Linked DNA regions of Mus musculus: region 2 is linked to region 1. Evidence: chromatin contacts called from public HiChIP or PLAC-seq data. All regions are on one chromosome and are shown on one strand. Each heading gives the region's core, a stretch centred on a gene start, on an enhancer-like site or on the middle of the called end of the contact. The rest is flanking DNA. Distances are from core to core; before and after follow the strand shown. Region 1 has its middle 27 kb from the start of Actrt3. Region 2 has its middle 3.0 kb from the start of Gm33641.

Region 1 (5,076 bases), core at 1,579-4,078:
TTTCTTTTCTCTTTTTTTTTTAAAGATTTCTTTATTTATTACATGTAAGTACACTGTAGCTGTCTTCAGACTCCCCAGAAGAGGGTATCAGTTCTCATTACAGATGGTTGTGAGCCACTATGTGGTTTCTGAGATTTGAACTCAGAACCTTTGGAAGACTAGTCAGTGCTCTTAACTGCTGAGTCATCTCTCCAGCCCCCTAAATTACTTTTCTTTACCTTCATTCTTGAGTTGACTCAAAACAGTTCTTGTAAGGAAAAGGGAAGTGGAGAATAGGTTAAATTATATAGCAGGGCACACTCACATGGTTCACCCAACCCAATCAGAGAAAACAGTTTATGGGCTTCTCTATAGAAAGGGGCTTGAGTCTGTGAATATCCTGGGGTGTCCACAAGACTAGACAGTACAGCTGAGGCCTAATCACAGAAATCGTCTCTCTTTAGAGCTCTGTCTCCATGTGGAGACATTAAGACAGCTTTCTCTGACCTGTTCCAGATATTACATGCCAAGCAATCTATTTAGCACTATATTAAATTCTGATGGAATAAGAGTTAGATTTTAAAGTAAGAATATCCACTAAGTGTGGTGACTACTCCTGTAATGTCAGCATGAGTCTGAGCAAGATCATGAGATCAAGACCAGCCAGGGCAACATAGAGTTCCAAAACAGCCAGATTCGACCATGTCCCCTAACCCCTAAATGCCAGTTATGGTTACCTCTCTAGTCGGGGACAGAGCATTGATGAGGACAGGAGAACGCAGAAATGAGACAAACAGTTTAGGGACAAGAATCCCCGTTCATGGTCTGGGTCATAAGATACAGAAGAATACAGTTGAGAGGCTACTTGGAAGAGCATGGCATGGAAGTCAGGCAGAGTGAGGAAAAGAGAGGATTTGCTTTTATAACTGTATTTTTTTTATGTTATATGTATGAGTGTTTTGCTCACAGCTCATGCCTGTGCCTGGTAAATCAGGCAACTTTATGGCTCATGGTGGAAACTTTGGAGGTGGTGGAGGTAATTTAGTCATGGTGCAAACTTTAGTAGAAGAGGAGGCTATGATAGTGGTACTGTCTGTGGCAGTAGTGGTAGTTGTGTAGGTGGTAATGGTGAGTATAATGGATTTGGAGGTGATGGTGGCAGCTATGGTGCCAGTCCTGGTTACAGTAGTAGAGGAGGCTGTAGTGATCCTGGTTAAAGTGATAGAGGAAGGTATGGTGCCAGTCCTGGTTACAGTAGTAGAGGGGGCTGTGGTACTGGTTACAGTAGTAGAGAGGGCTGTGGTCCTGGTTGCAGTAGTAGAGAGGGCTGTGGTCCTGGTTGCAGTAGTAGAGGGGACTGTGGTCCTGGTTACAGTAGTAGAGGGGACTGTGGTCCTGGTTACAGTAGTAGAGGGGACTGTGGTCCTGGTTACAGTAGTAGAGAGGGCTGTGGTGGTCTGGTTACAGTAGTAGAGAGGGCTGTGGTGGTCTGGTTACAGTAGTAGAGAAGGCTGTGGTGGTCTGGTTACAGTTTTAGAGGGGACTGTTATAGAGATGAACCAGTATATGGAAACCAACATGGTGGAAGAGGAAAATACGATTGTTACAATGAAGGAATAAATTTTGGTGGAGGCAACTATGATGGGGATGGGAACTATAATGACTTTGGAAATTACAGTGGACAACAGCATTCAAATATAGGCCATTGAAGCAGGCCAGTGTGGTGAAAGACGCTCAGGCAATCCCAGGAGTCTGGTGGTGGAAGTAGTAAATGAGGTAACAGAAGATAGATAGATAGATAGATAGATAGATAGATAGATAGATAGATAGATAGATACATACATACATACATACATAAGTAGATACATAGATAGATAGATAGATAGATAGATAGATAGATAGATAGATAGTGCCCACAAGGTCAATTTAGAATTGAATTTGCTGCTTATAATAATAAAGTAATGCTTGCTGTTACATAATTCTATTTTTTTAATTTAATATTATTTTTTACGTATTCACCCTACATCCTACACAGTGCCCCCTCCCCATCACCCCCTTCCACAATCCTTCCGCATCCCCTCTCCCCCTCTCCTCTGAGCAGAAAAAGTTTAAAACATCAGAGAAGGACTTCCAGTTCCTAGCAGAAAAGTGAGAAGTTGTCAGGAAAGCTGAAGGCTACTCTGAGACAGTCTTCCCAAGTGCATCAGAGGAACTGCAAATTTTACCACAGAAGGAGCAATGACCCATAGTCAGTTGAGTTACTGTAGTTTAAACAGGAAACCCTTTTATTTCCAGGACTGTCATAGCCACAGTTTACAAAAGGGCAGCTATTGATTTGTGGATACAGTGTCACCTAGATGTGCATTCCCGAGGCCTTCTATCTGTGGTAGCTTTGCCTTTGTCTTTCTTTTCATTGATTTGGGTATATTGCCTTGTAAATTGTGGTAGTGATACTACGAATTAAAAATAATAATAAAGAATTTTCAACTATCCAAAAATTAACGTATAGCTCAAAATTATCTTAGAGGCTATTCTTACCTTGTTTATAAGAGTACTCATAGGAATCTTTCTGTAATAAGTAACCAATCAAATAACATGTGAGCTAGTGGTAGGAGAAGAGAGAAATGGGCAGGGAGAAGGGGAAGAATATGAAGGTGAATTTCCATTGTCATATATGCCAAATACAGAAGAAAATGTGAAGTTCCTGTCACTTCCTGTAAATGTCATTATTTCATTGTTCTCTGTGGCAGAATAAAATCCCATAGTGCATATGAACTAACTGCACCTGCTTTAGTGCATTCATCTGCTGATGGACATCTAGAGTGATTCCATCTCTTGGCCATTATGAATAGAGTGGCAGTAATCACGGTGAGCATGCCTTGTGTAGTACGCAGCTGACTGGTGTAGCCAAGTCATACACAGTTCTGGTTTTAGCTCTGTCTTCTGGAGCAGCTTAGCCTCATCAGCATGTAAGGTGCCTGGGGGGGAGAAAGACTCTCAAAGCAGTTCTAATTTGCAGTTTCTTGATGGCTATGGATATTGAAAGCATTTCAGATATGCGTTTATTTTGTGTTTATACCTATATTTATTTTGAGAACTGTCTATTCATGAGTCCATTTATGAACCGGACAATTTACTTGGGTGTTTAATTTTTGTGTTTCTTCTTATATACTCCAGACATTAACTCTGTCTATAGTTAAGAGGTTTTTTTTTTTTTTCTTGTAGTTGCCAGCAGCTGCAGGGAACTGGGTTCCTGCAAGGAAAGCTGGGGCTGTATGGGATGGACAGTGAGGAGAAGAATGAGACTGAGACTAAGTTTCTGATCAAGGCCCAATATTTACTACTTGTGTCTGAATTTTTAAAGGGGGAAACCCATCCCTGGCTCTGCCAGGATCTTGTCACTTTGTCAGGATCTCCAGGACAACAAGCTCAGGCTGCTCAGCAGGTGGTGGCTTCTTGCAGGAAGCTGCAGACAGTATTGACAGACAATAGACTGCACCTAGGTCAGAAGACTCCACCCTAGGTGGGCTAGCGGGCTGTGGCACAAACAAGGTCTGATTCATCCCGCTCAAGGCTGGGGAGGGCACATTTTCTCATTTTGCAGCCTCTTTCTTTCTGTGTGTGTGTGTGTGTGTGTGTGTGTGTGTGTGTGTGTGTGAGAGAGAGAGAGAGAGAGAGAGAGAGAGAGAGAGAGAGAGAGAGAGAGTTAGGAAAATAGAAAAGAAAAAGAAGAGCTCATAAGAGAGAAAGGAGGAAGAGGGTGATGAGCCACACATGACAAAAACAGAGAGGAGACATAATGGTAGGGGCTGCAACAGAATGGGGCCAGGAAGAAGGGGGCTCTGAGGGCCGGGGATGCATAAGAACAAAATGTAATGGTATGTATGCATGAGCTTTCCATAATAAAACCTATTGCTTTAAATGTGAGCTTAATAAAAAAGAAAACATTTTTTTTTTTAATTCCCTCATTTTCGACCTCTGACCATGCCCACAGTAGTGTTGTTCCTGGTAAAACATACAGTGTTTATTGCAGGCAAACGCTCAGCAGGTTTCATCTGTGCTAGTAGAATAAGGAATAACACCAGATAGTTCATTCTTTGCCTCAACAATATTCACTCACTCATTCATTCATTCATTCATTCATTCAACAGACAGTGTCCGAGCACAGCGATAGTTTGGATCTGGAATGGCCCCTAGGGCACTACTTTAAGAAGCAGGGCCTAAGGAGAAGTGTTGGGTCAGTGAGGTGATTACAGGACTCCAGTTTCATCATCTTTCTCCAGTAGTTGATACTGCTCTTGTCAAATGCTGCTGTGCCAGACTCCAGAACAGGAGAAACTGTAACCCCCAAAACTGTGAGCCAAAACAGACCCTTTCTTTTTCTTTTTCTTTTTTTTTTTTGTTTTTGCTTTTGTTTTTGTTTTTCGAGACAGGATTTCTCTGTATAGCCCTGGCTGTCCTGGAACTCACTCTGTAGACCAGGCTGGCCGAGAACTCAGAAATCCACCTGCCTCTGCCTCCCAAGTGCTGGGATTAAAGGCGTGCGTCACCACTGCCCAGCAGACCCTTTCTTTTTATATGTTGGTAGTCTCTCGGGTATTTCCTGTAGTAAGAGAGAGCTGACACAAGCACCTTTTATGTTCTGGGCTCCAGGAATCTGCCCATTAGTTAAATGACTTGCTAATATATAGTTGGGGGAAAATAATTTATTACAAACTAGGAAAACAAACCGGCCAAATGCCTTAAGAGGAAGGAGAACTTGCTTTAAAATGATTCCAGAGAAGCTTCTAAGAAGTAGCCATGCAGACTTCAGAATGAAAGGTGCCACAGTCTGCTAGAGCAACGAAAGCAGAGACGTTCAGGGGAGAGAGAGCTTGGCGAGAGTCGGGGTATGAAAGAAGGGGGATGTGGTGTCTGGAAAACAACATGGGAAATGGATGGTTAAAGTGAGGTTGGAGATACATGTAAGGACCAGTTTGAGCAAGGCAGTGATGGGAATCCTCGACTGGACTCCAGGTTTCACAAAAAAAAAAAAAAAATACTGAAGGCTATGCAGAGGGGTATGGCTCAGTTTGCTTTTTAATAAAGTTATTCTGC
Region 2 (5,076 bases), core at 1,341-3,840, 480 kb after region 1:
TTCGAGATGATCTGTGGCGGACATTTTAGACTGAGTACGTTGCACAAAGCTCTCCTGTGTTTTGAATATGCACAGAAAGGTCAGGATGTGGCTGCCATGGTTTCGCTTTTCCCGGTGAAAAGATAATAAAGCTGCTCGTTAACAGATGGGCAAATGAGCTGGCCAGGTAGTCTTTGGGAAAAGAAACAAGTGGCCGTAAGCATTTGAAGAGGAGTTCCATGTCCCTAGCTCTCGGGGAAATGCAAATGAAGACAACGTACCTTGAGTTACCACCTGATGCTAGTCAGCGTGGCTGTTATAAGTCTGACAACAAATGCTGGAGGGGACCTTTAGAAAAAGGAACCTTTATTCACTGTTGGTGAAAAGCAATCTAGCCATTACGGAGATCAGTTTTGAGACTGCTCAAATAATCAAGAATAGAATTAGCACATGACCCCACTCTTTCAATTCTGGGCATACGCCCAGAGAACACCACACCCTACCGTACGGTTTGCACCCCATGTTTACTGCTGCTTTAGTCGATGTAGCAAATGATTCCATCAACTTCTTTGTCCACCAACAGGTGATAATGAAAACTTGGAGTGAGTTTGATTCAGCTCTAAAGAAACATGCAATCGCAAAATGTTTAGGAGAGTGGGTAAACAATGAAGTCATAATCTCAGAAAAGAACTGCATCTTCTCCTTTAGGCAGAATCTAGCCATTGTGCCATGTATACATGTTAACAATGCATCTTTGGGCAGAGACTAGCATGTGGAAAGAGAACGAGAAGGGTTAAAATTTTCTTGCTTTTTTAGTTCTTTTTTTTTTTTTTTTTTTTTTTTTTGGTTTTTCGAGACAGGGTTTCTCTGTGTAGCCCTGGCTGTCCTGGAACTTACTCTGTAGACCACGCTGGCCTCGAACTCAGAAATCTGCCTGCCTCTGCCTCCCAAGTGCTGGGATTAAAGGCATGCGCCACCACCACCACCCGGCTGCTTTTCTAGTTCTTAATCTTGCCATGTTTTTTTTTTTTTTTCATTTTTTTGGCAAATACAAATATACTCGATAGTGAACAAAATCCAGCTTAAAGCACCACTGTTTCTGTTCCAAATGGCTGTTCTAAATATAGAAGTTCATTTGAGTGGCATGGTGTGGGTCTGGCTAATTTCAGCATATGGCGTGTTTTATCTGCAGAGTGTTCTCTAAAGTAGTTTAAAATAAAAAAGGAAGGCGCTGGGTTTTTAGTACTAGAATCTAAAACTTATCGCAAGCTGGGCACGGTGGCAAACACGAAATCCCAAGTGCTAACCTGGGAGACCAGAGGATCAGGAGTTCAAGAGTCTCCTTGGCTGTATTCAGAATTCCAGATCAACTTATGATAGAAGGCCTTGTCTTGGAGTTACTTAGGGGTGAGATGGTTCAGTAGTGCGGGCCCTTGTCAACAGTCCTCACAACGAAAGTGGAACCCCTGGGATCCACATGGTGGAAGTCGGGAAGCCACTCCTGGAAGTTGTCCTTTGACCACCACACAAGTGCCAAGCATCATTGTCTCCTCATGAATAAAAGTTTGAAATTTTTCGTAAGAACTTTGTGAGTAGTTCTCTGACTTTATATTAATACTTAAGAATAAAATATATATTGCAAAAACGTAACTTTGGAATTTTGGGTGTGCTTGTGGTACACAGGCCTCAGACAGTCTCAAGTGATCCTCGGGTCCATCTTTTTCTTTTGTTATTTTTGTTGTTAAGCTAGGGTTTCTCATTGGCCTAGAGCTTGCCCAAGTAGCCCCTGGAGAAAATGTAAGCAACCTTTTTTTTTTTTTTTCTTTTCTTATCACTAAGGTTTTCCCTAACACAGATGTTCCCGTGTACCGCAGGAGCTGTATTTGTGAATGGTCTGACTCAGTTTTACTGTATGGTTTGATTTTTGCTCATATTGTTGAAGATTGGGCCCATCGCTTCACACATACACGGCTGAGAAGCAACCCTTATGTTTTTGTGTCAACCTTGATGTTTTTCTAAACTTTCCTTATTTTAAGCTTAAAAGTTTAGTTCGTGCATTGATTGGGAGGTTTTAGAATATACTGGTTTTTTTTTTTTTTTAAATATTTATTATATGTAAGTACACTGTAGCTGTCTTCAGACACTCCAGAAGAGGGAGTCAGATCTTGTGATCCGATGGTTGTAAGCCACCATGTGGTTGCTGGGATTTGAACTCCTGACCTTCGGAAGAGCTGTCGGGTGCTCTTACCCACTGAGCCATCTCACCAGCCCCCGAAATATACTGTTTTTATTTGAGAATTCCATGCGTTTGTACAATGTATTTTGTTCATCCACCCTCCATATTCCATCTCAGCTCTAACTGGACCCCCTCCTCGCTGCAGCTAGATCCCTACTTGTCTTCCTCCCCTTCATAACTCATAGCCAATCAGAGCTGCCCCTGTGCACAGGGCTCTGGAGCCATCCACAGGACCACAGAGCAAACTACCAGCAGCTACGCTAAAAAATGACCCCCCTTCCCTCAGCAACCACCAGCTGCCGGTAGGTCCTTCCCTAGGAGTGGGACCTTGAGGCAACCCCCCCCCCCCGCGCGCACGCGCGCCCCAATTCATTTTGGAATTTGGTTTCATTTTTGTGCAAGTCTTACCGGCAGGCAGCCACAGCAACCGGGTGCATGAGTACAGTAGCCAGGTCAAGTTCGACAGAGCATTTTACTCCTTGGGATAGAGTATTGACATAGATGTCCAAGTTTTATGGCTGAATACACCTTTTTTTTTTTTTTTTAAGATTTATTTATTATATGTAAGTACACCGTAGCTGTCTTCAGACACTCCAGAAGAGGGCGTCAGATCTCGTTACGGATGGATGGTTGTGAGCCACCATGTCCGGAATTGAACTCATGACCTTCCGAAGAGCAGTCAGCGCTCTTAACCGCTGAGCCATCTCTCCAGCCCCCACCTATCGTTTATTCTTAGCACGGTGAAATTTGAGTTCACATTAACTGTTGCCCACTACAAACAAACAAACAAACAAGCAAGCAAGCTTTTCAGCCGAGGTGGAAAACAGATACATTTGATACATTTACGGTGAGAGTTGCTGGCACGGCGGCACGGAGCGGAATGTGGAAGATCCCTCCGGCTCTAGCAGGTTCCATGTTTTGCTGTGTAGGGAGGGAGGAGTGAAAACTGTTTTTTCTCAGCAGCAGCGGGGTTCTGGTGTGGGGGAGGGCGGGGAGGGGGAGGTGTAAATCGGCGCTCCACTGTGGCCCTGCAAGTCTGAGAGGAGGCAACATAAGTTCTACGGGAGTTGGAAAAGTGCAATTTTAAGGAATTTTTTGTTTGATACTATGAACAAATGTGTTGCAGAAAAGTTGATTTAGAATTTTTTTTTAAAGCATACGCATGCGTTTATGTAGGAGGTATTTCCTGGGTTAAAATGGTCTCTCCCTAGCAGTGTGGTTTGGGCTTGTAGGAGATCGGAAGTGGGACAGACAACTTTGGCCCTGGTTGGCTGAATGATGATGCTATGTCTCACCACTAGGGGTCAGTCTCTTGCCTAATGATGGTCAGAGTTACCCTGCAGAAGCGGTCTGAACTCACCCGCAAGTAGCCAGTGACCAAGAAGTTCAGGATTTTATCGGTGTTCATCTGTGTCTCGATTTTAATCGACTCAATATACTATACAAATTGATCTTCAGAATGAAATCTAAGTTATTTTGGAGTTTGACTTAAGTAGGATTCTTTCCCTCTGTAGGTACTGTAACTCTATGTTATCTTTATGGACTATGAGTGAGAACCTCCTTTGTGAGGAAATATATGTGAGGGTTTAAGTATGCCATGTTTCTCCTATGAAGAAGAATATTTCTAGTTGATAATGAAACTAAGGTGGGCAGAGGCAGCCACAGCAGGTACCTCTAATCTCAGTCTGGTTAAACGAGGTCCTGTCTCAAATCAATATAAATAAATAAATACAAATAAAATTAAAGTTGACTCGGTTATTAATGTGCACAGGAACTTAGTTATATCAAACGTTACAGGACATTAAAGTGGTGTCCTTTATTGATTTAACCTATAAATTCAGACACTCAGATTGTCATTCATAAACATGATTTAGCAGGGGCTATAGTGAGGCCCTAATTTGAATCCCTGGGACTGATAGAAAAATAACCAACTAAACAACCATATGAAAACAATATGGCTTAAGCTGACACTGATTAAAAGCACTCATCGCTCTTACAGAGGACCTGGGTTCAGTTCCCAGCACCCACATGGTGGCTCATGACCATTTGCAATCCCAGTTCTAAGAGGTCTGACGCCCTTGTCTCACCTATGTACCTGCCATTCATGGGGTGGACATATATAAAACAGTCACACTCATTATATATATATAAAACTTACCAAAAAAAATCCCACATGATTTTAGAAGCATTGGCTGGGGTTTTAAATGTTTAATCGTTAAGGCGTGTGTGCGTAGGTGTGGGCTTGAGCATGCCGAGGTGTGCATGCAGCAGTCAGAACAGCCTGCAGGAGGTGGTTCTCTGCTTCACTGTGTGTTTAGGGCTAGAACTTTGGCAGCCAGGCTTGCCTACCCGGTGACTTGCCAACTGGGCTACCGCGCTAGTGGTTGTGTTAATAGTAGGTAAGTGCCGGGCAGTGGTGGCACACGCCTTTAATCCCAGCACTCAGGAGGCAGAGGCAGGTAGAGTTCTGAGTTCGAGGCTAGCCTGGTCTACAAAGTGAGTTCCAGGACAGCCAGGGCTACACAGAGAAGCCCTGTCTCGAAAAAAAAAAAACTTAGTTGGTAAATGTGAGATGATGGTGTGGAGGGTGGAGGTAAATGGTTTAAACCAGCTGCCAAGAAAGGATATTTGTCTTCCTAACCCTGCTGATGATTATTTCTGCTGCTTCTCAATTCAAACTGGTGATTTACTCCATTGCCCAGAGTAACTGACTGCAAAACGTGCTGCTTCTCATCAGCAAAGCTGAAGATTTGCTGTGTTGTTGACACCACTTTGTGATCAGCACTTTGTGTGAAGAGTCAGTGGAAAATACGAGCCGTGTCCCCTTACAGAGGATTCTCGAAAGCATAAAAAGTTTTGTC

What was found. HiChIP or PLAC-seq counts read pairs in DNA pulled down with a chosen protein or histone mark.
Region 2: a contact with region 1 is called in an H3K27ac HiChIP or PLAC-seq map of embryonic stem cells, with 6 times the contacts expected there. The contact joins two enhancer-like sites. A contact is called at or near these places in 2 of 484 Hi-C or Micro-C datasets (embryonic stem cells and group 2 innate lymphoid cells) and 5 of 115 datasets of contacts at active chromatin or transcription factors (bone marrow-derived macrophages, embryonic limb bud, embryonic stem cells and 2 more).

Annotation. Positions count from the first base shown.
Region 1 is chr3:30,570,308-30,575,383 of GRCm38.p6, forward strand. No RefSeq gene overlaps it. Among named protein-coding and RNA genes, the nearest start is that of Actrt3, 27 kb to the right of the region's middle. Within about 2 kb of position 2,829, at least 7 of the 459 cell types and tissues checked have an H3K27ac peak or open chromatin away from gene starts, as enhancers often do. A contact at or near this core is called in embryonic stem cells, where this site is marked.
Region 2 is chr3:31,053,966-31,059,041 of GRCm38.p6, forward strand. No RefSeq gene overlaps it. Among named protein-coding and RNA genes, the nearest start is that of Gm33641, 3.0 kb to the right of the region's middle. Within about 2 kb of position 2,591, at least 156 of the 459 cell types and tissues checked have an H3K27ac peak or open chromatin away from gene starts, as enhancers often do. A contact at or near this core is called in embryonic stem cells, where this site is marked.